Linked DNA regions of Mus musculus: all the other regions are linked to region 4. A link is a contact called in public HiChIP or PLAC-seq and capture Hi-C data. All regions are on one chromosome and are shown on one strand. Each heading gives the region's core, a stretch centred on a gene start, on an enhancer-like site or on the middle of the called end of the contact. The rest is flanking DNA. Distances are from core to core; before and after follow the strand shown. Region 1 has its middle 81 kb from the start of 5430437J10Rik. Region 2 holds the start of Card6 (caspase recruitment domain family, member 6). Region 3 has its middle 50 kb from the start of 5430437J10Rik. Region 4 has its middle 37 kb from the start of Gm41259. Region 5 overlaps Gm41257 (a long non-coding RNA gene). Region 6 holds the start of 5430437J10Rik (RIKEN cDNA 5430437J10 gene). Region 7 has its middle 93 kb from the start of Gm41257.

Region 1 (4,098 bases), core at 8-2,507, 670 kb before region 4:
ATGGGTAGAATGGTAAGGATTAACATTGCATAGAAAATTTCTTGGTGTGCTGGGGGGAGTGTTACACTATCCTTCAAAGTTTATTGTATACAACACCAATTTTACATTAATGTTCTGGTCAAATGCCAGTAAACACCCATGAAATACATCTATTGGGCAGTAAGCAATTGGTCTATGAAGAAGCATATTTTAAGGATATTTTGTATTCATCAACATTTAGAAGTAGCCTCCATGGTTGACAGAGCACTTTAAACAGAAAAATGAAACTATGGGCATCTGCTAATTGCATACTTATTCAAAAATCTTTTTTAAAAATTCTGTATAAGAACCCAGCAATTGCATGATAATAGACAGCCCTACCTACAATGCTTAAGCCCCATCCCTTACTACACCCTCAATTTCCTGGTTCACCTTAGACACATTACTCAACGTTTCTCTCACTATCAAGTTCTACAGAAATGACATTTGATTTCTTAGGTCCTTCTGTTCCATTTTAATGTTGATATTCCTATCTGTGCTGTATTTGGTGAGAGTAAGGTCAGTTTATTAAAAGTTCATTTTTAATATAGAGCTATTTACAAAGCATCCTTAAAATATGATGGTACTTCAGGGGAATGCCAGGGCCAGAAAACAGGAGTGGGTTGGTTGGAGAGTGAGGGGAAGGTATAGGGGGCTTTGGGGATAGCATTTGAAATGCAAATGAAGAAAATATCTAATAAAAATAATGAAAAAAATATGATGGTACTTATTATGTACTAGGCACATAAGATACACTCTTTCATGAGAAGAGGCAAGAGAAGACAATAGTCAGAGAGTGAAGTCTGGAAGTTTGAACATATCCATGTATTACTCCCAACCATGTGGTCTCAGGTGCTTCAGAATCTTTAATATTTATAGGAATCATTAGTATCGAAAGCAGATTACACATCAGTAAAAGGAGGTGGGGCTTGAGAGCTTGTAGTTCTAACAAGCTCTCTCTCATGTGAGGCTGATGTGTCTGCTCCTTGGATTATATTGCTGTCATTCAGTTTTCCTTCCTGTAACTGTTTAGGGCTAACATAGTTCCTCTGAGTGTACTTTAGAAATGGCTGACATTCAGTGAATGCCACTGTTACTTATTAGCATGACCGGTCTTTATGTAATTTCCACAGGACCAACAGGTGCAGTTATTAACCGGTTTCTCTAACGTCAGTGACTTGTTTGGGGATTGAGGACAGAAAGTTTAAGTGTCAGTCTCTATGACTTTCACAGGAAGTTGTGGTACAGACTTCCTTGTTTACTATGACTACGACTATGACTACGACTACTACAACTACTACAACTACCACTGCTGCTACTACTACAAATACTACTGCTACTACTAAAATATTTCATTCCTCAAACTCAAGTTCTTTTTTTTTTTTTTTATTTTTCTTTCCATTTTTTATTAGGTATTTAGCTCATTTACATTTCCAATGCTATACCAAAAGTCCCCCATACCCACCCACCCCCACTCCCCTATCCACCCACTCCCCCTTTTTGGCCCTGGCGTTCCCCTGTACTGGGGCATATAAAGTTTGTGTGTCCAATGGGCCTCTCTTTCCAGTGATGGCCGACTAGGCCATCTTTTGATACATATGCAGCTAGAGTCAAGAGCTCCGGGGTACTGGTTAGTTCATAATCAAACTCAAGTTCTTAACCATTCTGTTCCCTGTTCAGTGGACTCATTTCTTAGTAGTTTTCCCAAGAGTCTATTAATCATCGGAAATTTCCTCCTTCTGGACCTTGTGACAACCTAAGTCATGACTTTAATGGACACAGCGACCTGTCTTCTCTGCAGTTTTCAATGTGCGTTGACAGCTTCTGATCCTTTATAAGCTACTTGCTTCTCTCAGCATAGTTTTTCTTCAAACTTGTATTAACTTTATTATATTGCAAAAGGAGAAAGAACCAGAAATGATGGGTTTAGATGAGAGGGTTTTTGAAAGGAGATTTTTTGGGGTGGGGATGGGGGGAGAGGCTATGCTTTCTGCCCTCTTCATTGCTCTCATGATCACTGGGGAATCTCTGGGGTGGCCTTATCAGGTTTAACTGTGGGGTTGGGCCTTCCTTAGGTGAAATTTTATTAGAGTGACTGATTTGAACATTTAACATCTGGTAAGTTCTCTCTGGATTCAAAAGAGCTTAAAAAGAATGTGGACAGTGGTCAATAAACCCAGGATGCTAATGAGAATGTGAGTCAAGCCTGGCTCAAGTTTTTAGTGTTTTATTGAAAAAGCAATGATCCAAGGCATTTTTATAGGGGCTAATGTTCTTTGTGTACCAGAAAGAAAGTGAATTAATGTTTCCTATTCCTAAAAACATTACTTGTTTACGTTTGAAATTGAGTTTGGGCTTGAAAAACAAATATAAAACATTGGCTCAAAACAATAAGTTGAAAAACACCCCAACTTATTTCTTATTTATTCTTTTCTTGGAGACTGTTGTCAGGAACAGTTTGCTGTGGTTCATTCTTTCTCAGCTTCAACAGAGCAAAGCACTTGTTCTCTTTCAGATTCGAAGTTAGCTTTTTCCTTGCCTTTAGATTTACACACCAGTAGTAGGCTACAAAGTCAGTGGCTGATAACTAATATATTACCGAAGTTTAGGTGTTTGTTATTTTCAGAGAGCAATGATTTAAAAGTGCAACACGCCAACTAGAACTTATTTAAAGCGATTAACAGAAGAGAAATCAGATATCTCAAAATAGCAATGCTAAGCAGACTGTGCCAGTAATTTAAGGGGAAGTGATCAAATCTGAGAAGTGAGGGTTCTTGCTATAAATCTTAGCATCTGACTTTATCACCGGTTTCATTTCCTCATGAGAGATTCCAAAGACATGTTAAGCATGAACACTGTGCTTCTGTCTTTGACCTCTATGGAATAATTTCTCATCATTCCCTTCACAGACCAATGCAGTTGTATACACTTATTTGTTTTTACATGAACCCATCCACTCCATGCTTGTAAATTGAGATCATTCTACAAAATAGCCTTGCCAACAGACTGAATGTGGGGAATCCAGAAAAAGTGAACATAGCAAAGACAACCCTAAGATGGTCGACTTGATAAATGGGTTTGTAGTGGAGTACTTATTGCTAGGCACAATTACCTGAGAGGGAGGAGACATGATGATACTAACACATGGTCCATGGTCGATAGAACAAAAGATCTTGTGTTTAAGTGCTAGGTCAGGGCTGGTGAGCAAGAGATCATTAAGCTGTGGGAAAAGATGAGAGCTCTGGAAAGTGGGTGTTATTTTAGGTAAGAAGGCTATGGTAACTCTGTCACTTGGTGGCACTTCAGAATGGAAGAGGCATCCTACAAATTGGAAGGAAAAAGGCAACCTATGAAGCAGAGACAGACAATGGAGCAGGGTGTGCTGGGAGCTAAGACAAGATGATGTTCCCAGAAGGACATGATTGTTTATGCTTACTGCTGTTGAGTGTTGGAGTGGCATGGGCACGCAGCCATGTTGCATGACCATCCTCCATGAGAGGTTAAGAAGACATAGATGGAAGCCCTCACCTTTCTTACTCTCTTCTCTATCCCTCTTTCTCTTTCTCTCCCTTCCCCACTCTCTTCACATTGCCATGGCCCATCTCTCTCTCTTTTTACCTTCTCTCTTTCTCCTTGTCTTTCTACAATAAAGCTCTAAAACCATTTAAAAAAAAAAAAAGAAATTAGAAGACCTAGATGATTCGTCTACATTTTTATCTATAGGGATTGTGCTACTAGTGAGAATAGTGCTAAATGCTGGAAAAGGGTGGGGTCAAGAAGGGTATTTTCAAAGTGGGAGGGATTGTAGCATAGCTTCATGATTATCAAATATGATGTTGTAATAAAAAAAAGGAGATGCCCGCATGATCAAAGTCTTTCAATGTATAGAATAGAATAAAACCCCAATATTAAGAAAAGGGCTAGTACTTAATAGGAGTATGTCAGTTTATTCAAGGCACAAGAGGGAAAGTAGAGGATATGGTCACAGGTATATGTAGAGGTAAGTTTAGTATGTGGAAGATATAGGAATTACCTCCTAAATACTTCTATTTTATTTGTAAAAACAAGAGGCAAATCTTT
Region 2 (4,266 bases), core at 1,126-3,625, 970 kb before region 4:
CTGCTCTTGACTGTAGAAATGATGTAAGGAGCGGTCTCAAGCCTCTGCCACTGACTGCTCCAACAGTGATGAATGTAACCTATAATTATAAACTAAAAATAAACCCACAAACACTTTGTGTTTGTCGGAATACAGAGACTAGAAAGGAAACTAGAACAAGACCTGTCCGACACTAAGGATCTTGAGCACACACTGTTTTAACCTAAGCCCCTACCTTTCTATCATCCCTTAAAATCATCTTGAGCCATCTTTTAGATTACTTTAAAAAAAAAAAAAAAGAGCTACAACTCCCTCTAGTGATCATTTCCTGAATTGCCAAACAATACAGTAGAATAGGTCCCTGCCCCATGTCATGAGTTATCTTTTGTAACATGTCATTTTTTAAAGATTTATTTATGTATTTTATGTGAGTACACTGTTACCGTCCTCAGACACACCAGAATAGAGCATCAGATCCCATTACAGATGGTTGTGAGCCACCATGTGATTGCTGGGAATTCAACTCAGGACCTCTAGAAGAACAGTCAGTCTCTTATCCACTGAGCCATCTTTCCAGCCCAACATGTCATGTTTTTTAAGATGTTATAAATTTTTACTAGTTCTTACTAATCAATTGAACCACAATGAATTGTATTCATTGTGGCATTCTTTCTGTCTCTGTCTGCCTGTCTGTCTCTCTCTCTCTTACAAACACACTCTTCCCACTCTCCACCAGCTAGTCCGTCTATTCCCAAAAGAGATGCTCTCTCCTACTTTCTTTCTTTTCTTTTCTTTTTTTTTCTTTTTTTCTTTTTTTTTTTTTTTTTTTTTTTTTTGGTTTTTTTTTCGAGACAGGGTTTCTCTGTGTAGTCCTGGCTGTCCTGGAACTCACTCTGTAGATCAGACTGGCCTGGAACTCAGAAATCCACCTGTCTCTGCCTTCTGAGTGCTGGGGTTAAAGGCGTGCACCACCACTGCCCGGCTCGCTCTCCTACTTTCTTGTCATACATATTTAGTATGCATATATAGAAATGTAGGTTCTACATATGACATTTGAAAAGGAGACCAAGCAAAAGATATTATTATGTTACAAAGGACAGAATGCAGGTAAAAGGGCATACGTCATGAAAGAAGATATAAAGCTATTTTTTATTTTTAAAAAAATTCATACAATTTTTTTCTGAGAGGGATTAGGATAGAAAAAAGTATAGTCAATATTTATTATAGAAGAAAAACCTACTTTTCCTCCACTCCCAGTTTGAACTCCATCATCATTCCTTCCTCCTCTTTTTATGGGGATAAGTAAATAAAAATGTAACTAAAAGTCAAAAAGTCGAAGACTAAAACCCTGAGAGAAGATCCATGGTTCATGGTCATTCTAACTGTTTAGCTGGATAAAGTTTGGGACTGGACAAATTTTTAGAATAAACAGATTTTTTAAGAAAGAAAAATAACCATATTTTATAAAGCATCAATTTCAAGACCTTTATCACTTATCAAATGGAGAAGCTACACTTCTAGAAACTACTGTTCCTATCACAGACAAGGAGCTACTGATCTTCCAACTGGTTCATTTAAAATGGTTTTCCCTGTACCTTCAGCGTGGCTATCCAAAGGTCTCTGGGGATGTAAACATCTCCAAATTTACTCACACAAACAGGAAAACCCTAGATGGTGCCATTATCAACAATGGGCTCTTTTCAAATCCCCGCCAAAGCAACAGGCACCAGACGGTAGCTGAAAACGCTGGAACAGTGTGATCAGCCATTGCCAAGCTCCTGGATCAGAGAGATCCACTGCTCCCTGCCTTGGAAACGACACACATTCTGTTTCACATTTCAGTAAAACTCGTCTCAGGAAGTCAGATCCAAACAACCAGAAACAATTCTCTTTCTCTTCTAGAAAACCTGCTTCCTCCCCCTTTGCTTCAAACTTTAAAAGCTCCACTTACCGTGCTTGAAGCCCACTGTGGACGCTGACTCTGGAAAGGCATTAGACAAACACCGGAGGAAACGCCGACAGCTGTCCTCTCCTTTTTTCTGTATCAAAATTAACAGCTTCCGACTTTTCTTCAGGGGATCTGTGATTTCCTCCAGAGTCTCATACTCCTTCTCAGAAATCAGGCTCCGAGAGGTTAACGTGTCCAAGATAGAGTCCGGATCTTGTTGGAGGACACTGAGCAACTTCGTACGTTTTTTTTCTATGAGTTCTGAGGAAGCACCCTCTGTAGCCATTGCTTCCTACAAACCAGGAAATGGATCAAGTCATTCTGGCAGGTAAAGAAATCTATGTTAACAAAGAAAGGCAGAAATCCTACTTAGCAAAGATAAAACGCGTCAAAAATACCTGTTGTTGGAGAGGGCAAAGAGGACAACAGAGAGTACAAACACAGGAAGTCAGCCCGGAGCACTCTCGGTCTGTGGTTCTGTGGTTTCCTGTTGCTGATCTTTTATCTGTGTTTTCTCTGTCTCTCTGTCTCTCTGTCTCTGTCTCTGTCTCTGTCTCTCTGTCTCTGTCTCTCTCTGTGTCTGTCTGTCTCTCTCTCTCTCTCTCTCTCTCTCTCTCTCTCTCTCTCTCTCTCTCTGTGTGTGTGTGTGTGTGTGTGTGTGTGTACACTTGCTGAGGTTGGAATCCAAGGTCTCATGTGGTTCTGCTACTGATCTGTACCCGGAACCTTACTCTCTGCTCTTTTTGATGGCTAGACTAAATTTCACTAATACTGGGCAGTGGGGAACATGCCACAAAGGGTGGCCCACACCTCTGATGCCAGCATTCAGAAGGCAGAGGCAGGAAAATAATAATCGTTGCAGTTTAGTGGCTGGCTAGTCTACACAGTGTGTTCTAGGCCACCCAGGACCACATAGTTAGACCCTCTCTCAATAAAACAAAACGAGATGAAGTGAACCCGGGACCTCCTCCAGGATGTTTCGTTTGAACATTGAATTGGGCTAGGTATCCCTGCTCTGGGCCCTAAACTGTGATGTTATAAATGCAAATCGACTGATTTGTGGAGAGTAATCTTCAAAATGCAGGTAAAAAATAGATCAAAATTGTAAATGTATAACCCTTCCCTCTAGCAATCCCACCTCTAGAAATGTAGGAGCTGGAGAAATGGCTTAGCAGTAAGAACACTTTTTGCTCTTACAGAAGACCTGGGTTCATTTGCCAGCACTCTCAAGGTGGTGCTTCATAACCATCCATAAATCCAGTTCCAGCCAGGCGGTGGTGGCACACGCCTTTAATCCCAGCACTCAGGAGGCAGAGGCAAGCAGATTTCTGAGTTCAAGGCCAGCCTGGTCTACAGAGTGAGTACCAGGACAGCCAGGGCTACACAGAGAAACCCTGCCTCAAAACACACTATATATATATACACACACACACATATATACACATATACATATATATATACACATATACATATATATATATATGTGTGTATATATATAAAATAAATATAGTTCCAAGAGCTCCAACTTCCTTTCTGACCTCCATGGGTACCAGGCACACACATGGTACACATCTATACACACAAGCAAAAAAAAAAAAAAACACATATAAGAATCTTTACAGAAAATATTATTAAATGCATGCCAAAAATATACATAGGAAATATCTATTCCAACTGGATAATAGCAGAAAAGCAAAAATATCCTAAATTTCCATAAATCAGAGGTCTGTGAAATAAATGATAGCAGGAAAATACCAAGGAACTATTAAACTGGTAAAAAGATTTTACTAATTTGTGACACATCATGCGGGTGATCGGAAGTGAACCCTAGTTCCCTGGGAGAGTAGCCAGTGTTCCTAGCCATCTCTCCAGCTTCCTGCTAGGCTGTTTTAAAGGATAAAGTAGAACCTAATAGTGATGATAAGCACATTATATTATTTTGGAGAATAGCAAGTTACCGATCCCATTTAAAAAAAAAAAAAAACTGGGCAAGATAATACACACCTTTAAGCCCAGCTCTGGGAGGCAAAGGCAGGTGGTTCAAGGCCAGCCTGGTCTACATAGAGAACTCCAGACCATCCAGGGCTATATAGTATGATATATATATATATATATATATAGCGTCATCTCAAAATTAGACAAACAAACAAACAACAAAAGCAAAGCAGTATGTAAGCTACGTGTGGTGGTGTACGCCTTTAACCTCTGGGGAGGCAGAAGCAGATCTCTGTGAATTGGAGTCTGCTCTCCATAGCAAGTTTCAGACCAGCTAGAGCAGCACAGTGAGACCCTGTCTCAGAAAAGCAAAGCAAGCAAAACCAGTATGTGTACAGCATATG
Region 3 (4,368 bases), core at 899-3,398, 630 kb before region 4:
GCAACAAAATGTTGGGTCCTGTTTCTGTAACCAGTCTATTAGTCTATGTCTTTTTATTGGGGAATTGAGTCCATTGATGTTACAAGAAATTAAAGAAAAGTAATTGTTGCTTCCTGTTATTTTTGTTGTTAAAGTTGGGATTCTGTTCTTGTGGCTGTCTTCTTTTAGGTTTCTTGATGGATTACTTTCTTGCTTTTATGAGGGTGTAGTTTCTGTCCTTGTGTTGGTGTTTTCCCTTTATTATCCTTTGAAGGGCTGAATTCATGAAAAGATTTTGTTTGGATTTTGTTTTATCATGGAATACTTTGGTTTCTCCATCTATGGTAATTGAGAGTTTTTCTTGGTATAGTAGCCTGGGCTGGCATTTGTGTTCTCTTAGGGTCTGCATATCATCTGTACAGGATCTTCTGGCTTTCATAGGCTCTGGTGAGAAACCTAGTGTAATTCTAATAGGCCTGCCTTTATATGTTACTTGACATTTTCCCCTTACTGCTTTTAATATTCTATCTTTATTTCATGCATTTGTTGTTCTGATTATTATGTGTTGGGAGGAATTTCTTTTCTGGTCCAGTCTATTTGGACTTCTGTAGGCTTCTTGTATGTTCATGGGCATCTCTTTCTTTAGGTTTGTGAAGTTTTCTTCTATAATTTTGTTGAAGATATTTGCTGGCCTTTTAAATTGAAAAATCTTCATTCTCATTTACTCCTATTATCCATAGGTTTGCTCTTCTCATTGTGTTCAGAATTTCCTGGATGTTTTGAGTTAGGATCTTTTAGCATTTTGCATTTTCTTTGACTGTTGTGCCGGTGTTCTCTATGGAATCTTCTGCATGTGAGATTCTCTCTTCCATCTCTTGTATTCTGTTGCTGATTCTCACATGTATGGTTCCAGATATCTTTCCTAGGGTTTCTATCTCCACCACTGTCTCACTTTTGGTTTTCTTTATTGTGTTTAGTTTCCCTTTTAGGTCTTGTATGGTTTTGTCCTATTCCATCACCTGTTTGGTTGTGTTTTCCTGTATTTCTTTAAGGGATTCTACCTCTTTAGCAGTGTTCTCCTGTATTTCTTTAAGTGAGTTATTAAAGTCCTTCTTGATGTCCTCTACCAGCATCAAGAGATATGATTTTAAAACCGAGTCTTGCATTTTGGGTGTGTTGGGTATCTAGGACTGGCTGAGGTGGGAGTGCTGGGTTCTGATGATGGTGAGTGGTCTTGGTTTCTGTTAGTAAGATTCTTATGTTTGCCTTTCGCCCTCTGGTAATTTCTGGAGTTAGTTGTTATAGTTGTCTCTGATTGGAGCTTGCTCCTCCTGTGATTCTGTTAGCCTCTGTGAGCAGATCTGGTAGTGTAGCTCTCTCCTGAGTTTCAGTGGTCAGAGTACTCTCTGTAGGCAAGTTCTCCTTTTTCAGGGAAGGTGCACAGATATCTTGTGTTTGGACCTCCCTCCTGGCTTAAGATGAAGTCCTGAAACAGGGCCTGTCCCAGAATCTGTATACCTTCTGTAGTGTGTTCTCTCACCTGAGCAGACTAGTCTCTGAGGGATCTGGTACCCAATATTGCTCTCCCAGGTGCTCTGTTGTAGAGCCCTCCTGGGCAGGGCAGATACCTCTCCTCTGTCAGGGAAGGTGCCGGGATGTCTGGAGCCCGAAATGGGCTCTGTTCCAGAAGCTGTGTTGCTTCTGCCTGTTGTAGAAGCTGTGTAGCTTCTGTAGTCCGCACTCTCGCCTGGGCAGACTAGTCTTTGAGGGATCTGGGACCCAAGATGGCTCCCCCCAGGTGCTCTGCAGCAGAGCCCTCCTCTGTCGGGGAAGGTGCCTGGATGTCTGGAGACTATAAATTTTTACTTCCTGGTTCCTGTTTTCTTCTGTGTAACTCTTCAACTTTACACTGTATCCTTGTTTCCTTTTCTGTAATCCCTCAAAAGCATAGACTTTTCCCTGGAAAGGAAACTAGAGATCCTGTTGTCCAAGTCCTTCACCTTACAGACGAGAACCTCCAGGCCAATGTTGATTTATTAACACCCGGAAGATGAATAAAGTAATAGCAGAAGTGAAAGATTAGGATCTTTTGAGCATAGTTGCTGTCAACGTGGTTTGACTCTTCTCAGAGCTCTGAGTCACTGTCTGTGTGATTGCACATTTGATTAAACACATACAGTTCCTTCTATAATTAGAGGCAGGTAAAAATAGCAAAGTGACTTGACCACTTCTCCATTTCCCTGGAGCCCATGTCACAATTATCGTCTTCCTTTTGACAGCAATGTTATAGTTTTATATTAACTATTTTATTCGTTTTTGGGGGTTTAATATAATTACTGCCTGGGGCCACTGAGGATTAGTGAAGCATATGTAAATAAAATCTGGGTGAGTTCAGAAAAGCACGAGGAGGGGAGATGTAGGAAACCCCCTGTAGCATTGCAGAGGTGTCAGGGCAGAAGTGAGAGCTGCAAACATGTCACAGCCTGGCGATGCTGTATCATAACCTACAAGTCAGGAGGTCTGGATTCCCTGTTCCTGGGTGCAGGTCTGAACCTTGGAAAGTTGATGACATTTAGCTGTCATTGGTGGCTTTCATTATTAGAATGAGCTAAAAGAGAAGGGACCTTTAAAGTGACCTTTCCCACCAGAACCTATGACCCAGATGATGTCATGCATGACAGGCCCTGTTACAGGGATTTTTCACATGATCAGCTGAGGAGCTACAATATCCATTTTGAACTTGTCCTGTAGTTCTCAAAAGAATGTACTAATCTTCAGCCGTGTGTGTGTGTGTGTGTGTGTGTGTGTGTGTGTGTGTGTGTGTGGGCCTTCTGTATGAGAATGAGAAGATGTTGGGTGAGAGCCTCATTTAGGTGACAGGAAAATAAATTACTTCAATCTACATTAATGATGAAAGTTCATTTACTCCTATTTTATTAATATATTTTTAGTTAAAAGAGAATTACATCCCTTTCCCACTACCCCTTTCCTCCCTCCAGCCCCTTCCCAGATATTTTTTCCTCCAATCCCTCCTATGACCTTCCCATGCTTACATTGCTAGCCTCTATTTCTTTGATTATTACTGTTTCATATATACATATGTGTGTGTGTGTGTGTGTGTGTGTGTGTGTGTGTGTGCACGTGCATAAGTATCCACAAATATATAATCAACTTTCTGGGTCTTTTTTGGTTGTTTGTGTATATATGGACCCGTATTCATTGAGTAACCAACAAGGGGACTTATATCCAGGAGAGGCTAATTCTCCTCTGGCTGTTATTAGTTGCCTGTGGGTGGGTCCCATGACATTTTACCCACTTTCATGTCACCAGATCTATTGATAATGAAATTGTTCCAGTCTTGTTTATTCAGCCATTTCTAGGAGAGACTGTTTCACAGCCAACTTCCTGGTGTTCTGGATCAGACAATCTTTTTACCCTTTCTTCCAGGATATGCCCTGAGCCAAGCCATAGATATAAGAGCTGTGATATAAGTGTATCCATTGAGGCTGGGCTCCTCATGATCTGTCGCTGTATTGTGTTCAGCTGTGGGTTTTTTGTGATAGACTCCATTTGCTGTAAATAGAGGCTCTGTTTGATGAGGTGTGGGAGCTACCTACACTTATCTGTACCCACAGCATTGAAGGATGAGATTTGAGTTGTAGTGAGTAATTACTCTGGTTTAGCCAAGTCATGGTGGTAAATTCTTTTCTAAGGTCTATGCCCTCACAAAACTTGAGAAGCTAGCTAGATTTCCCATACAAGGCATGAATTCCTTCCTGTTGCATGAGACTTAAGTCTAATTAGACAGCTGTTGGTTATCACCAACACACAAGGGATTCTCATTTCATTCTTTGGATATCTTATCATGCTGATCATTGTTGTGCTTCATAGGTTTTGCAGCTGGGTAGGACTCTTGAGTTGCCTCCCTCCACTGACAACTTGTATATCATAGAAGCTAGAGTCATCCACTTGACTCATCTGAGTTCTGGGTTCAAAGTGTGTGGTGTTAGCAGTAAACGAGGACTACATTGATAGTAGTCTGTGTTGTTTTAGGAGTCACTTGAATAACTCTTAAACATTCCAAAGAAAATTTCTCATTCTGGCTCCTGGATTTTGTTGGTGTTAGCCTATGGTTGTTTTGGGGAAGCAATTAAAAAAATAGCATGTAAGTGAATGGAGTCTTCAGCAATAGTGACTTACCTCCCACCTCTGGGGCAACAAAAGGCAGTCCAGTAGCCTATAATATTTTGGGATTTTCTTGGAAAACCCTGACAAAAACGAGAGCTTCTTGTGCTTGGTGTTAGGGTTATGTTAGTCTATGACTCCTCAGGGAGCACTGTATCGATGGTCATCTCTGAAAACATACACAGAAAAGTAACATTGTTTGTA
Region 4 (4,155 bases), core at 56-2,555:
TAAAACATATCTTGTATCGAGTTAAAAGAAATGCTAGAACGTTGAAATTACCAAGGTATAGTAATGTGTCTCTGCCATCATCAGCACTCAGAAAGCCAGTGTATGCTATCCTCCCATACACACAGACAAAAAAAAAAGCAAAAAGATGAAACTAACAAACTCAAAGAAAGTAAAAAATAGATACTGAGATGTGGGGAAGGCATTCCTAGCATATAATTTTATAATCTTTAAGTTTTATCAATGTCATGATTTTGTTGCCATGATAAAAGCACAATGACCAAAGCAACTTATAAAAGAAAGAGTTTATTTTGACCTAGCACTGAGAAGGAAAATCAGTAATGGGAGAGAAAGGCGCCACAGTGCTCAACAAAAGCATGAGGCCTAGAGGGCAACAGAAAAGCGAAAGCTGGACAGCAATGTGGAAATGGAACAAGGAAGGCTAGTTACTCTCAAAGACCTCCCCAGTAAAGCTCTTCCTGCAGTGAGTTTCTTGTCCTGAAACTTCCATGGCGTCCCCCAAAAGCACCAGCAATGGGGACAAAGTGTTAAATATATAAGCCTATGGGGAGAAATCTTCTATTCATGTTACTATATTTGATAAGAAACATTTCATTTACTTGGAAGGATGATAAGGGAGAACATGTTTCCTTGAGGAAGAGTATAAGCTTTATATTTTATATATGCCATCACATACATATATATATGGAGAGAGAGAGAGAGAGAGAGAGAGAGAGAGATGTGTGGGTGTGTGTCTGTATTGCACATGCTCAAGATTTCCTTAAGACAATTATATTTTTTCTTGTCCACATTTGACTTGTGAATGTCTATTTGCAAAACAATACTATATTCAAATCCTAAATTGCATGAATTATAGTGTTAAGTCTCAGATCAGAAATTAAAAGCTATATATGGGTGTGTGACCTAAGTAAATGATGATTTGTTCAAAAGAAAAAATATTATTCAATAATGGGCATGTTCAAGATTACTGTTATTATACTGACTTGGTTTGTGTTTCTGGAGAAAGAAACCACATAAAATGCACAGTTCACTACTGCCCTCTGCTGCACACAGGGCAGAGGAGAGAACTCGGAAGAGTGGCCAGAGAGCTATAGTATTGTGTCCTGACAACACACTCAGGTAGGATCCTGTTTAGTGACCACACTAACTGATCCTGGGTAAAACACACTTACTGAATTTCACTGCAAAAATAGTGTTTCAATCAGATTCATAGTGTGTCTAAAACACCCTCATAACTCAGGAGAAAAGATAGCTAAAATCCAAACAAAATGCTCATGCTGGACAGATCTCCGTGAATGAGTTACTTTTTCATAGACATGGTCTGAAGCCAGAGGGAAGCATCTCATTATTAAGGGGTCAGTGGAGTTCCTCTTTGATGTTTAGTGAATTATTATGAGAAGAACATCCAGAGAACAAAACGTTCCAATGGCAAGTCAATGATAAAATCTTACAGAGGCAGACCAGAGTAAGGCAAATTTGCCTTTTAGAAACTAGGAAGGATTTTCGTTGTTTTGTTTTCAGTTTTGTTTTGGTTTGTGTGGAAGGCTTCCAGCTGAGAGAGAACACTATGTGCCTCCTACCAACAGAAGGCTTGTTACAATGGAAGCAACCCTTAAACCGCATTCTGCCAAACATGCAAACATTCGTCAGCAAACAGGAAGAAGTCACCCAACCTAGTCATGCAAGCTGGCTGTCTTCTCAGGCCTCAAAACTCTCAAGTGCTCACGATGATCTTTTAGCTGACTCAAACAACTTTCTATCGGCTGCTGAACAACAAGTCATTTCGGGCTGGAGTGGAAGGGAAAGGCGAAGAGGCAAACCAAGTAACATAGAGACCATATAACATCACACCATAAAGACAGAAATAGTCTCTTTACGTGGACAAAATAATGTTAGAGCATCTAGTAAAACTAAATATTGTTTAAGTATTATTTAACTCCTGGTTTCCTTTCAGTTCCTAAATGGCTCCCAGTTAACAACATCTCTGGTGCATCTCTAAACAATTTCTTTGTGGGGCTCTGACTTATCTCGTGGTCACCAGTGTAGGACCACTGAATCCTATATGAAAGGTAATTTTGAAGCTGATAAGGCATATTTTGAACGGCAAAATCAGCAAAGCTTTGTTTTGGCAAGTAAAACGATAGAGCATGGGCAAACAGAGCTTTAATGCCACACCAGTTTTCATTTAACTGTTGTTTATCCATATACCAAATTTGCAAAGTTATCCACTGTGCACTTGCCTGTTCAATTGAAACTGCCTCAATGTTTGCAATTTTAGATATTTCCCTTTAAATATTAATGTCCTATTAGACAAATGGCTTGAACATATTTTCATGCATCATGTTGGTTTCCTTTATAAGGTCTACAAGTTGAATTCAAGGCATACTCAGCCTATACACACCACACACACACACACACACACACACACACACACACACACATTTTTTAAAAAAATATCTGGAAATCAAAGCAAAAATAAGCTATACCTTTACATGTAGTAGGATGACTGATATTTAAAGTCAAATTGTACTAACTCAGAAATGTATACTTTACGGAGTCCTATTTAGTTGTTTTGTTTTGCATTGCCTATGCTTTGGGAAATAATATTGGTAAAATCATGCCAAGACCAGTTGTACAGTTGTGCCAGTGTTTTCTTCTAGAATGTTTGTGGTTTCCAGCCCTATAATTAAATCTTCATCCATTTTTTGTTAGCTTGTGTGTATTATATAATCTAATGGTTCAGTTTCATTGTTTTGTATATGAGCTTCATTAGTTTGACAGCTTGCCATTTTCTTATTTTGTATTCCTGGCATCCTTGTTCAGAATTAGTAGATTGTATTTATGGATTTATCTCTGGATGCTTTACTGTGTCCCATGGCTTTATACATCTCTTTTTGTGCCAGTTCCATGTTGTTCTGATCACTGAAACTCTACGATACATGAGAAATTTCTCAAACTCAGTCACCATGAGGAAAAAATAAGAAGCTAAGGCCAGGAGACTGGCTTAGCAGGAAAACACTTGCTTCCTAAATGTAATGACACCTGAATCTGTATTTCAAGCACCCATAAAACACCTGATGGTATGTGTCCCTTTCTTGTACTTCCAGGGCTCAGAAGGGAGATACATACAAGGAAATACCAGAGAAAATTTACAAGCTAAATTAGCACCAAGCTCATATTAGCAGCTCTGTGTTCAACTAAGAAAGCCTGACTCAAGCCTGAACAAGGTGGATATCTAACAAAGAAGACTCCTGATGTCCACCCTGAGTCTCAATATGCACATGGACATACAAGGATACATAATTGTACACATATGTACTCCCACACATACAAGCATAATATACCCAATATGCCACATATACATATGTACATAAAAAGGAAAGAAAACACAGATTAAATCTATGATGAAATATTATTCTACACTTCTTAAGATGACCATAATCTAAAAGTCAAATTGTTATGAATATTGAAAAGAGAATAGCAGAAGGGAACCTCTTGTCCACTGTTGATGGGACTGGTATCTTTTCAATTGATGGAAAAGATGTGGAAGTTCCTCAGAAGGCCTGAAAATAGAAATACCACTTGATTTATCAATTCCAATTCTTTAGCTATATCCAAAGGAATTGGAATTCATACCTCAAAAACATAGCTATGTGCATCATAGCATTATTTGCAATTATCAATACAGAAAATATCTGTGTGCACTAGAAGATGAATTATATAATGAAAAATATACAGATATGTGCAAATGTGATAATTAATGCCTTGTATTAATTATTCATATATTATAGATATATTCATGTATTATAGAATATTCATGTATTAAAGATAAAGAAACTATGATTATATGCACATGCACACATTCATTATATTGCTGGGCAGCCTTAAAAAAATCTTGCTACATATGAGTACTCCAGTGGATATTTTGCTATGTAAAATAAGCAAGATGCATAAACTAATTTTACATCATTTCATGTGTGAAATCTAAAGTTAAACTCTTAAAAATGAAGTAGACAACTGTTGTTGGAGGTTGTACAATAGAAGAAATGAAGACCACAAACTTCTGAGAAAGGACCAAATATGAGACATGGCCAACAGTACTAACTGGTATTGTGTTATATACCTGAAACAGCTTCA
Region 5 (3,870 bases), core at 1,320-3,819, 790 kb before region 4:
ATGGTGTTTGCTGTGCCCTCACACATAGATCCAAGGCAGGAGGCTATTAAGACCTTGGTATTTTAAAATCACAAGCACACCTCAACTACTAAATAAATAAGCAATTCAGGGAGCGTAGTTGTAGAATTTGCACAGAAATATTCTAACAGTGCACTTTAAGGCTTGAAGAAATAATGTCATTAATGCAAAATGGGGGGTAAAACGGGAAGTGTGTCTTAAGGTGTAAGGCTTTTGTGCTTGAAAGGACAACGTAGATGTGTTTGAGATGATGAAGTAGGACAATCCAGCTGTGTTTCCAGTTGGCAATATATGGCAGACTGTTAGGTGAATTGGCTTTGATTATACTCAAACACAATCAGAAGATCCAGTTTCTGGTCTCCCAAAGCAGTTAATGTGCTTATCTTGTTTATTGATGTTGGTCTTTCTGAACGATGATAGAATGGCTCCCTATTTCCTCATTGGGCAGCTAAATACTTTTTTAAATTGAAGGTTTCTACTAGCACCCGGGTAGAGGATATAATGTAAAATTCACTATACATTTGTTTGGTTTTTATTAATACACATATATTTTATAAAGTAATAGATTTCATGACATTTCCCCACATTTGTATCATGTACTTTGATCATTTCTGCTCCCCAGTTATATATTGTTCCTTTCCCCTTTTCAAATTCAAAACTAAAAAATGACATTGTTTTATCTGTGTGTGTATGAGCACACACAGGAGAGAGAGAGCCACATGGTGCCTGTTAGGAGGTCAGAGAACAACTTTTGGAAGCTGGTTCTTTCCTGCCACCATGTGTGTCCTGGACACTTACGCCAGCTCAGCAGCCTTTCCTCCCTGAGCCATCTTGCCAGCCGCCTTTTCTCCTTCTCTTGCTGCTTCTTGTTTTCTTTCCAGTTGCCCCATTTTGCTTTCATGCTCTATTCTTTTAAAACCTAGATTCCACACAGCTGAGAACACATTGTTATTTATCTTGTTTTACTTCTAAGATTTACTGTTTGGTGTCTGGTTCTTTTGTGATGTTTAGGAGGATGCTATCTAGAACATCCTTTTCAGATTGATCATAATATCGAATATCCAAAGGTGAGAGGCCGTCTGCACCCTCCTTTGATGTTATATTAGCTGACAGTCTCTGCTCTTCTGCATGATGCATAGTATCAAGTAAAGATATTTCTTTTTGGACAAACTCCATAAAATTAAAGCCTCAGAGAAATAATAAAGAGTAAGAAATCCCCCCTATTTTAGAAGGTAGTTAATCATATTTCCTACTTCAAAATCAAGTACAGTGCAGAGTATTTTCTTTGCTACTTCATTTCTAAGGAAATCTTACATGAGAAGAGTCAAATTATTTAGCAGAAACATCAGATGTTGGTCCACCTGTCTGATTACTGTTAAGATCTCTAATCTTGTAGTTAGGTAAATATCTTAATTAGATCACATGCCATTTCTGATCACATGCCAGTAGAGTGCATCCAAAGCTGAAATTTTGTTCAGAAATTTGAGCCCCTGTTGGTTGCTACTGTGTTTATTCATGCATAGTTAAGAATCTACCAGTACAACCCACAACATTAAATATTCACAAACCCAGATTCCAAGACTTGCTATCGATCTTGGGCCTCAGCTCCCTGTTTAGGACAATTATGTCTTGTGAGGCTGGTGTGGGTATGAGGGGACACACTCACTGTGTGAAACTCTTGGCTGGAGGGCGCTTGCTGACACTTGCCTTTCTATTATAATGACACAGTAACCTTTGGTTTGTCATCATCTTATCTATTGGCTGAAGTGCTCAAGTGGCTTTAACATTTTATGTTTTTCATTTTATATTTATATTATATATTTTATTTTTATATTTCATTCATTCATGAGATAATTTACTATTACTCAGACATGAAAAATAAATGATCTTTACTTCTACATTCAGTCTGATTATCCAAATGATGACATGTGAACTGCCACTTAACTAAGTCTAAAATAATCATCGTCTCATTTTGAGCACATCTTCTCCTGTTGTTCAGTCCTGTGGTTTGTTAATCAGGAATCAAACGGGCAGAACACCAAAACTATTTGGGAAAATTCTCTTCAAAATACTGATCCCTGGGCCCTAGGGCATTAGTTGAGTCAGATCTTTAGGGTTTATGTGTAATTAAAAAGCTCCCAGGGACCATGGGGTTGGGACTCATTGGGGTAAAATGATCCCTAACTCAGCTTGTCCTTACTTTATTCTGTTTCACATCTGTTAGCACACCATTCCTGCCTGTCAGCCTCTTAGCCTCTGAGTGCAGCTTCTGTTCCACCTTTCACGATGCACACAGGTCCCTCTTCTTCCTGCTTGGTGCACACTTTATTTCTCTATTATTTTATCATTTGGGATGACTGGACAAGTGTGATTGAAAAAAAAAACCCTGTATAACCATGTCTTCTCTATATTTTGCTTTTCAAGTTAGTGCCTAAGTCTGTTATGGAAGAAACTGGATGCTTTGGTTTTGCCGTTGTTCACCATTCAGAGTGAGCCTCACATCGCTTCTGACCACAACTGGCATGAATGGTCATGGCTAATGGACTTACTTCTGCAAATCTGACCCCTTCCTCTAAACTATTTTGGTTTTGCCACCTGTGGGATACCAACATGTTATTGAATTTTTAAGTCTGAATTTCTAACTGCAAAATTCACTCTTTTAATCAGCTAAAATTCTTTGGCATTTAAGCTTAGCTTTTTACTAGTCTAACTGAACCAAATAAAAAATAAACCCTAATCTTTGGATGTTTTTTAAGGGAACTGTATTATAAAGCCACAACATGACATAGCATGTGCTTCCTTTGGAAGGAAGACTGTATCACATGTATCACTGTATCCCAGGCAGACCAGAAAGAGAAGAGAGGAGAGAAAGGACCACGAGGGGAGGAGGGATGGAGAGGATTTGCTGTGAGATCGAGATGAAAGAGTAGACGCAAGGACATGTGGACCAGAGTGAGCCAAGACCAGACTCAGAATAAAGATAAGGGACCATGTGACTGGGAAATAGCCTTATAATAACCTACCGAGCTTAGGCTTGCGTCTTGTAAATAAAAATACCAGGTCTCTGTGTCTATTATTTGGGAGCTAGAAATGCTCAGCAGTTATTTGGGTACAAAGGGGACAGAAGAAAAACCCAAATAATTATAGCCACAGTCTACTGTGTACATGATTTAAGATTTTTCTCTATGCACTTAAGCATATTGTTACACTACCTTGTGAACCTCTTCACAGCGAGACTGACTGCCCCAATATGAACTGTGGAAAACAAGTCACTTGACTTGATATCACTGCCAAGAGTGGCTGACTGGAGTGTCTAGCTCTCACTGTATCCTCAGAGTCTGACCAAAACTCGCTGATAAGGATTCTGTGATAGAGATGCTGGAGCCCGTATGTCAACATGCATGACAAAAGCTGTTCTAGTTTGAAACAAACCTAAAGAGAACTAGAGCACATTTAAATGACAGGACATGGTAAACTCACATGTCATCTACAGATTTTAAAAATAGTTTATTTTAAGTGCTTTATTAGCAAGTGTAAAATATAAATAACAACTTTCAGTATAATATTTTCATTCATGTATAATGTTTTTTGATCATGTTCACCACCATCATCCTCTCTTGTCGACTTTGCATCCTTTCTGATGCTTTTGCTCTTCTACACTACATTTACATTCTACATTAAAAAAATAGAGTTTCTTTTGACAGATAGGCGCTGTAGGCCTTTTGGAGGACTCTTTGACTGTTTCTGTATCTCTGCCTTTCTCTACGTCTCTGTTCATCTTTGTCTCTGTCTCTCTGTCTTTTTCTTTCTGTCTGTTTGTCTGTCTCTCTCCCCTTCCCATATTCCAATGGA
Region 6 (3,834 bases), core at 995-3,494, 580 kb before region 4:
ATGCACCTATACATGCACGCATTCATACATGCACACATGCACACATGTTACCTTCTGAAATGATTTTTTTGTCTGTGACGCATTCTTTTTGCCCCTTTCTTCACATTTTGAGCCTTGGTTTCACAACATCACCTTGGCTTCTGGGTGGAATTGACAACTCTCTGTTCTTCCCATAGGGTCACCAGCTGATGGTGGAATGAGCTGGCATCCATTCTGAAGCTGCTATCTGTTGGAATGCTTTCAGACAAAGCAGGAAATAAAAAGGAAAATTTTAGGAATTAAAGACAATTTCCATGGAATAAGAAAATCCCTACTGATAATTTCCCCAGACATACTTAGAGAACCTATGTAAACAGAAAAAGAAAATTTCAAAGATTTAATCAGAGCCAAGGCCCAGAATATAACAGAAAGGCTAAAGACATTACAGGGAAGAATGTGGTCTTCAGAAAAGGATCAGAGAGAGTTTAAGAACAGTGATAGGGCTGTAATAGGCTCCAAACGTTCTGTGGTCTTCAGTTTTGCACACTAGTTTATGTTGACTAGTACCAAGAGACTGAAATCCTAGCAGCTGGGCAGACCTAGGATGCCAACTAAGGTGGCTAATAGTCTATTGGGACTATGGGAGCACTTGGTTTGTGGCTAGTATAGACTGTGACATACTCAAAGTGTAAGATGCTCACCATGTTCTGATGACTGCATATGGGGAAAAAACAGCAGAAAAAAGGTGCTCATTAATAGTCTAACATTGATTAGATACTGAAATGATGAGTATTTTGAACATGTTAAGTTAAAATGTATTACTGAAATTAATCTTAATCTATGAAAAAAAAAAAACCTGTCCTTACTAGAAAATTGAAAACTATACCTGTGGTTCCTGTGAGTAGCCTGTATTCCATTTCTAGCATGTAGTGTAGACTTGGGCACAGCAAAGCTTTGTGTAGGAAGCTTAGCTGGCTGGGCTTCAGTGTATGCATCTCTGAAAGTCAGGAGCAAAGATGACTGGAAGGACTTGGTCCTCAAAGGCTTTGATCACATTCTTTCTTCAGTCCATGATTAACCTTGAGAAAATGACTTCTTATGAATATCGACTTATGCTTTCACGTTGGTGACACATTACCTTGGACATATTAGGTCTCCCAATGTTAGTCAGTTTGCAAATAATCTCTAAGTATAGCTCATTATTTATGGTAGCAAATGGAGATGTGCAGCTCAACATATTGAGAAACCCAGGGTGGAGAGCGTAGGGCAAGGGTCACAGAGTGAATCACAGCCTGGGTTTGAATTGGCATCTCTATGAGTCATTCTTGAGTTTAACCACTAGACAAATTTCCTCTTGAGAAATACTAAGTGTGATGGATCTTTCCCACCAGCATTCCAAGGACTGTTGAATCGGTGTCTGCCAAGATAATTATTAAGTAATAAAAGTGAGGTGGGCGACATGAAATTTCGTGGATCCTAGCCAGGAGCGATGTGTTATCTGTGTAAGAAACTGGCCCAATCTGAGACGTTTAAAGGGAACACAGTGATGTTATGTCTTTAGGGAGACATGGAGGGAATCCCACTGCAGAAGTGAAAGTGCTACTTCCTGCTTTTTAAAAAATCATTTCAAAATGGAAACGTATTTAGAAAAATGCCAAGACCAGGTTCATGGTGCTTTTTCACAAGGCTGAGGCCCCAGTTGGGTGGGAGTGAGAACTTGCATAAATTCTTTTCTGTCCCAAGAGGTATTTGAGCAGTGTGCTTCTACATGATGAAGCCGGTTACATCTGTGAACATGGTTACACCTGTGAGGTAGGCATATTTAAGCTTTCGAGGGTTGTAGTTCATGGCACTGAGCTTTGGTCCCATGATACTGCATGCACAACTTTCCTGTGGCAGTGATTGCAATCTGGTGAGCACCAGCATCTCTGCTCACAGCTGCTCTTTGTATCCCGCAGGTGAAGGAATTTAGTGTTTCTTTAGCATTTATTTTTTTAATACTGAGGAATGTAGGTACTTGTAGCCACATTGGTAGTGGTTTGTGAGAATTGAGGAATTGAGCCTAGCTATGTGACCACTCTCCACCCTCAGAAAAAAAAAAAAAAAAGAAAAGGGAAGAGAGAACTCAGGATGTAAAAGGCCTCTCATTGAGAGACTAGCCAGTTGGGATAGGAAGCCATGAGCTGCCAATCCACAGCACCTCCTATTGTAGCTAGAAAAGGGTGGGATGAAGATGGCTTTTACATCTCTAGGACGGAGGTGTTAGAAGCTGGATCAGGGACTGGATCAGAGGATCAGGGGAGGTAAGGTAATTTGTATGAGGAATTAGAGCTGCAGATACTTATGAAAGCTATGGGGAAGGACCAACCTAGAGCAGTGATTCATGCAGATAAAGATGGTAGGCTACCCAATCAGGGAGTCTAATACATAAGTTTGAAGATTTTGTTCTCTCTCTAGTGTAATCTCTGTCATATAACCCTATATTTAGACAAGAAAGAATTCACTATAGAGGCTGAGCAGTGGTGCTCCAGGAACTTGTCTACTGTGGGGTAGATTCATGATAACCTACTTAAGGCGGCAGCCACTAGAAGAAGGAAGAGTCAACACAGAATGCAAAGCATGGTATTTTGTTTTTATTTTTCAAGCTACTTCATCTGGGATTTAATGGGTAAGTTACAGTTAATTTTTAAAAATTTATTTATTTATTTACACCCCAAATGCTGCTGCCCCTCCTACTGGTCTTCCCTTCATGGAGTTCCTCCTGTCCTCTCCCACTGACACAGGACAAGGTATGCAGCAGCCCTCTGCTACATATGTGCCGGGGTCCTTGGTCCAGCCCAGGTATGGTGTTTGCTTGGTGGCTCAGCCTCTGAGAGCTCCCAGGGGTCCAGGATTTTTGACACAGTTAGTCTTTCAGTAGGGTTCCTATCCCCTTCAGGGCCTTCAATCCCATAAGGGTCCTGGAAGTGGTTATCTGCATCTTTTTGGTCAGCTGCTGGGTGGAGCTTCTCAGAGGACAGTCATGCTAGGCTTCTGTCTGTAAGCTTAACAGAGAATCATTAATAGTGTCAGGAATTGGTGCTTGCCTAAGGGATGGGTCTCAAGTTGGACCAGCTATTGGTTGGTCATTCCTTCATTCTCTGCTCCATTTGGCCCTGCATTTCTCTTAGACAGGACACATTTTGGGTTGAAAGTTTTGTGGGTGGGTTGGTGTCCTTAGCCCTCCACTGGGGTCCTTCCTGACTACAGGAGGTAGTGTCTTCAGGTCCATGTCCCCACTGATAGGCATCTCCACTAGGTTACCCTCATTGACTCCTGGGAGCCTCCCCTATCTCAGTTCTCAGGGACAGCCTAGAAATCCACTCCCCCCATCTCTGGCAGCTGCAGATTTCCATTTATTATCCTGGTCTTCTGGGCCTTACTCTTGTCTCTGGCCACACCTGATCCTGTCCTCCTGTTTCCCTCATGCTCCTCTCTCCCATCCACTTTCCTCCCTCCCCTTGCCTCCCTTTACTATTATGTTTCCCTTCTAAGTGGGATACAAGCATCCTCACTTGGGTCTTCTTGTTTAACTTCTTTGGGTCTGTGGGTGTATCATGAGTATCCTGTTTTTTATGGCTAATATCCACTTAGTAGTGAGTACATACCATGCATATATTTTTGGGTCTGGGTTACCTCAGTCAGGATGATATTTTCTAGTTCCATCCACTTGCCTGAAAAATTCTTGATGGTCTTGTTTTTAATAGCTGATTAGTATTCCATTGTGTAAATGAACCACACTCTCTGTATCCATTTTTCCATTAAGGGACATCTGGATTGTTTCCAGCTTCTGGCTATTATGAATAAGGCTGTTAT
Region 7 (3,876 bases), core at 1,072-3,571, 730 kb before region 4:
GAGCTGGCAGAAGGACTAGAGGAGTAGAGGGTGTTGCAACCCCACTGGAAGAACAACGTAGATTGGCCTGACTACCCAGTTCTCCCAGAGACTAGACCACCAACCAAGGAGTGTACCTAAAGGGACCTTTGGCTCCAGATACATTTGTAGCAGAGGATGACCTTGCCTGACAGCAATGGGAGGAGAGGACCTTGGTCCCGGGGAGGTTTGATGCCCCAGGGTAGGGGAATGCTGGAACTACGGGGCAGGAGCATGTGGGTGGGTGGGTGAGCACTCTCATACAGGTAAAGGGAAGTGGGGAGGGCAGATGTGGGTTGGGGGGTTGGTGGAGGGGGTAACCAGGAAGTGGGATATCATTTGAGATGTAAACAAATGGAATGATTAATAATAATAAAAGAAAAAAATTGACCACACAATACTGTTACCACTGGGATCAGGTGTAACATAGACCTCAGGATATGGCCCGAGACATTTTAGTTTTCTGGAAAGTCTTTCTGTCTAGTAAGAAGCACGGAGGAGGTCAGAATGTGAGAAACTCCATCGAAGAAAATACTAAAATTCCTCTTATTTTACTACTTGTTTTTGGGAAGAGATTTTTTTTTTGTATTACCTCTTTTCCTTTATTCTCTTCTCCCATCAGCTGTCCTACATCTTCTGATTTCCACCCTTCACATCCCCCTCCCCCCACTTTCTCCACCGTGACACTCATTCCACAGCTTGGCCATTGTTGTCTGCCTCATTAACTGCTGAAAACCTCATGGTTGGAAAAACGAATTTTTACGTATGTATCCTACTGGCTAGCATGACAAGTAAACACAGCAAGAAGAGATACAAACACGCTGTGCTTTAAAACAGTGAAGGAAAGTTCCGTTTCTGTTTTTGCTGATTCTTTCAGTCATTTTAGAAGACGTTATCTGTGGGCTTGATTACTCCATTTCCTTCCAGTGAAATTAGAAGCTTTCACTTGCATAATTATGTCTTGACCTTAAAAAACTTTGTTTTATTTTACATATGTGAATGCTTGTCTGTGTGTGTCTGTGTGTGTGTGTGTGTGTGCGTGCATTTTGTGTATGACTGTTATCCATGAGGGCCAGAAAGAGGGCATCAGATCTGCTGGAACTAGTTACAGTTGTGAGATGCTATGGGGGTGTTGGAGAATTGACCCTAGCTCTTGGGTCTTCTAGAAGAGCAGTAGCATGCTTAACCACTACAATGACCCACCTCTCTGGCTTCATGTCTTGAATTTCATCATAGAATCCAAGTGGCATGCTAGAATGGGAGGACATATGTGTATTCACATGACATGTATATTTCATTTTTTCCTTATATTAGCTTCTTAAGGTGTAACAAGTGTAGTAGGAATTCAAGTGGGTGCATATACATCAGACACGTCTGACAGGTCATACCTCTCTGTGAAGAGTATCCAGTTCATAGAGAATTCACTTTACTCTGTGGCTTCTAGCCCTTGGCTCTGATTGGGCAACAACGCACAACCCACTAAGCTGGACTGTCATTACTTCATGTAATTGCTCATGAGTTAAAGGCATCCTGATGTGGTGTGACTGAGGTATTTTAGAAATTAACAATCCTGGATTCCAGCCTCAGCTTAAGCTTGCATTAGTTTCATGATCCTTGTTAAGTCCTTTTAACTTGATGGTAGAGCTAAGGTTTTCGCACAAATGACTTAACTATTCTTCAAATCTTAGTGCTTTCTGTGCCTGTGAAGTTAAGAGGAATATGTTTGTAAGGGTAAATCATGCTTTAACCATAGGCTTAGTTTCACAGGTTTGTTTAATATGTCAAGACATGATTTTCTGGAAAATGTGTGCAAGGACCTACGAACTGTATAGCAGAATGTTCTAGAAGTAATTAAAAATTTTAGTCAGTAGTGAGTTCTTGTACTCATTTATTTCCATGAAGAAGGAAGTTGAATTCTTGCCAGGACTGATTATATAAAAGGGGCTTTTTATATTTTGGTCAAAGGAACAAGACCCCACTCAACAAACACATTTTCTTGGCTATTTCACTCAACAAACACATTTTCATGGCTATTTATCATTTTTTTTTATCTTGTTCCTGTTGAACTTCCTGGCCACAGTGACTGTATGCTTGACTCTTGAACTAGATAACATGATCTCAGAAATATGCTCTTTGGGAACTGCAGAGAGTCCAGACTTGAAGGATCAGCATAGTCCCTTGCGAACATGTTCCAAGCATCCAGCTGTTACCACTGCAATGAGCTGGTGCTTCCGCACTGGGAAGTACAGGGTTCCAGTGCCAGAAGCGTTGGTAAAATGCTTGTTCCCGAACTTTAGAGCAGATAAAGAAAAAACAGTTTTGGGGAAGTGATGGTGAGCATGGGGAACATACTTTCACAGTGATGAGGCCACAGCGAATTTCTAGGAGACAAGCTGTCACTTAGGTATGATCAGAGCTCTTTTCCCAAATACGTTCTCTCATGGCAACTACTTGGTGCAGTGTGTGGTCTGAGATGGTAACTTCCTTTCATCCCTAGTGTTCTAACAGCCCCTGTCTGAATGTATCCAGCAATGAAGTACATTACAAAAAATAAGAACAAAGGTTGTCCAGCTCAAGTGGTTGACTCTTGGCTTATCTGTGCTTTTTCATTAGTCATGTTTCAATTGGGGACTTGATGGAGATACACAGGACCTTTCAGAGGTTGCATTTTCCACGTCGCAGTGGAAGGTTTCTTTGATTTCATGGATCTTTTAAAAACATCTTAAATCAAAATACACTGTTAGAAGAGCATACCCACCGGGCAGTGGTGGCGCACGCCTTTAATCCCAGCACTTGGGAGGCAGAGGCAGGAGGATTTCTGAGTTAGAGGCCAGCCTGGTCTACAGAGTGAGTTGCAAGACAGCCAGGGCTATACAGAGAAACCCTGTCTCAAAACAACAAACAAACAAACAAACAAACAAAAGAAAAAAAAAAGAAAAAAAAGAATTGCAGACCTATCCCACAGTAGATAATCATATTAACTGATTAAGATCATCTCAGAAAGAAAAATACGTTTTTTCCTTCTATTTGTGGTTCCCAGGTTTTATGTAGAGGTATAAAATCATGTACCTATGTATTATGGGAAAGTAGAAACAAGACTCTCTAGGAGAACAAAAGGGATGCTTGGGGGCAGGAGGGAGCGAGGGTGGGGAATGAGAGGTTAGGAAGCATGGAGGGGAATGTGCTCAAATGCTCATATACTCTTGCCTGCATGAAATTGTTTTCATGGCAATGTAGTCTAATGCCCAGTGAATGTTTTGAAAACTATATACATTACTAGATACTAAATAAGCTTATGCAACCAGTGGTTAGGTCAAGAAGTATAATATCAGCAATACTGTATAAATTACTCATGCTCCTGTTGTAGGCCCAGCCCCTCTCTCCATTAGGGGTAATGCACGGTCTTGGCGTTTTGTGTTCCTGGTTTTTGTTCTCTATTTCTGGGCTGGGACTTGCCCATATGATGTAACTTTGTTGGTTGAGTTTTTCCTTCTTTTCCTTCGATATTTCATACTTTTTAATTTTCTGTTTAGCAGTGGTGATTTCAATGTTCAGTGGACGACTAATCTGTATCAAGTTTGAGGTGTCAAATTCTATGGGATTGTAGTTTGGCCAAGCCACATGCATATTTGCTTTACACAGAGTCAGATCTAATTCTAACCCTGAGTCAGTAGCTTCTCTTGAAGCTCCTAGGAGGTATTAATTATGATCAGCATTAAAAAACTCTTTAGAGTTTGTAGTATGAATATTAAATTTAAGTAAAATATTCTAGAATCATATTAAATGCAAACAGACAACAGTTCCTTATAACCATAATGACAGTATTTGATAATATTTCCTTTTTGGCATGAAAAACAA

What was found. HiChIP or PLAC-seq counts read pairs in DNA pulled down with a chosen protein or histone mark. Capture Hi-C pulls out chosen DNA fragments and counts their contacts.
Region 1: a capture Hi-C map of bone marrow-derived macrophages shows a contact between it and region 4, with 10 times the contacts expected there. The contact joins two enhancer-like sites. A contact is called at or near these places in 1 of 15 datasets of contacts at CTCF or cohesin (large pre-B cells), 5 of 484 Hi-C or Micro-C datasets (embryonic stem cells and uterus) and 1 of 9 other capture datasets (bone marrow-derived macrophages).
Region 2: an H3K4me3 HiChIP or PLAC-seq map of bone marrow-derived macrophages shows a contact between it and region 4, with 5 times the contacts expected there. The contact joins the promoter of Card6 here to the enhancer-like site in region 4. A contact is called at or near these places in 23 of 39 promoter capture datasets (the 3T3-L1 cell line, 3T3-L1-derived adipocytes, the HPC-7 cell line and 16 more), 1 of 15 datasets of contacts at CTCF or cohesin (large pre-B cells), 4 of 484 Hi-C or Micro-C datasets (the G1E-ER4 cell line, bone marrow-derived macrophages and muscle stem cells), 13 of 115 datasets of contacts at active chromatin or transcription factors (the 230-238 cell line, astrocytes, bone marrow-derived macrophages and 9 more) and 1 of 9 other capture datasets (liver).
Region 3: an H3K4me3 HiChIP or PLAC-seq map of bone marrow-derived macrophages shows a contact between it and region 4, with 15 times the contacts expected there. The contact joins two enhancer-like sites. A contact is called at or near these places in 1 of 15 datasets of contacts at CTCF or cohesin (large pre-B cells), 2 of 115 datasets of contacts at active chromatin or transcription factors (bone marrow-derived dendritic cells and bone marrow-derived macrophages) and 1 of 9 other capture datasets (macrophages).
Region 5: an SMC1A HiChIP or PLAC-seq map of large pre-B cells shows a contact between it and region 4, with 8 times the contacts expected there. The contact joins two enhancer-like sites. A contact is called at or near these places in 1 of 15 datasets of contacts at CTCF or cohesin (large pre-B cells), 1 of 484 Hi-C or Micro-C datasets (embryonic fibroblasts) and 1 of 115 datasets of contacts at active chromatin or transcription factors (embryonic stem cells).
Region 6: a contact with region 4 is called in an H3K4me3 HiChIP or PLAC-seq map of bone marrow-derived macrophages, with 6 times the contacts expected there. The contact joins the promoter of 5430437J10Rik here to the enhancer-like site in region 4. A contact is called at or near these places in 1 of 15 datasets of contacts at CTCF or cohesin (the NIH/3T3 cell line), 3 of 484 Hi-C or Micro-C datasets (embryonic fibroblasts, group 2 innate lymphoid cells and macrophages) and 1 of 115 datasets of contacts at active chromatin or transcription factors (bone marrow-derived macrophages).
Region 7: a contact with region 4 is called in an H3K4me3 HiChIP or PLAC-seq map of bone marrow-derived macrophages, with 5 times the contacts expected there. The contact joins two enhancer-like sites. A contact is called at or near these places in 3 of 484 Hi-C or Micro-C datasets (peritoneal macrophages, uterus and ventricular fibroblasts) and 2 of 115 datasets of contacts at active chromatin or transcription factors (bone marrow-derived macrophages and heart atrium).

What each region holds. Positions count from the first base shown.
Region 1 is chr15:5,413,409-5,417,506 of GRCm38.p6, forward strand. It overlaps the pseudogene Gm46496. Among named protein-coding and RNA genes, the nearest start is that of 5430437J10Rik, 81 kb to the right of the region's middle. Within about 2 kb of position 1,258, at least 78 of the 459 cell types and tissues checked have an H3K27ac peak or open chromatin away from gene starts, as enhancers often do. A contact at or near this core is called in bone marrow-derived macrophages, where this site is marked.
Region 2 is chr15:5,106,158-5,110,423 of GRCm38.p6, forward strand. It overlaps Card6 (caspase recruitment domain family, member 6), which reads right to left and starts at 2,376. Exons shown (of 4, transcript NM_001163138.1): 1 at 2,326-2,376; 2 at 1,931-2,219. The coding sequence starts at 2,213.
Region 3 is chr15:5,444,468-5,448,835 of GRCm38.p6, forward strand. It overlaps the pseudogene Gm46496. Among named protein-coding and RNA genes, the nearest start is that of 5430437J10Rik, 50 kb to the right of the region's middle. Within about 2 kb of position 2,149, at least 126 of the 459 cell types and tissues checked have an H3K27ac peak or open chromatin away from gene starts, as enhancers often do. A contact at or near this core is called in bone marrow-derived macrophages, where this site is marked.
Region 4 is chr15:6,079,851-6,084,005 of GRCm38.p6, forward strand. No RefSeq gene overlaps it. Among named protein-coding and RNA genes, the nearest start is that of Gm41259, 37 kb to the left of the region's middle. Within about 2 kb of position 1,306, at least 37 of the 459 cell types and tissues checked have an H3K27ac peak or open chromatin away from gene starts, as enhancers often do. A contact at or near this core is called in bone marrow-derived macrophages, epiblast stem cells, group 2 innate lymphoid cells and 2 more, where this site is marked.
Region 5 is chr15:5,290,137-5,294,006 of GRCm38.p6, forward strand. The region is part of intron 1 of Gm41257 (a long non-coding RNA gene); the gene reads left to right. Among named protein-coding and RNA genes, the nearest start is that of Gm41257, 37 kb to the left of the region's middle. Within about 2 kb of position 2,570, at least 9 of the 459 cell types and tissues checked have an H3K27ac peak or open chromatin away from gene starts, as enhancers often do.
Region 6 is chr15:5,494,074-5,497,907 of GRCm38.p6, forward strand. It overlaps 5430437J10Rik (RIKEN cDNA 5430437J10 gene), which reads left to right and starts at 2,245. Exons shown (of 5, transcript NR_045274.2): 1 at 2,245-2,282.
Region 7 is chr15:5,345,675-5,349,550 of GRCm38.p6, forward strand. It overlaps the pseudogene Gm46496. Among named protein-coding and RNA genes, the nearest start is that of Gm41257, 93 kb to the left of the region's middle. Within about 2 kb of position 2,322, at least 28 of the 459 cell types and tissues checked have an H3K27ac peak or open chromatin away from gene starts, as enhancers often do. A contact at or near this core is called in bone marrow-derived macrophages and peritoneal macrophages, where this site is marked.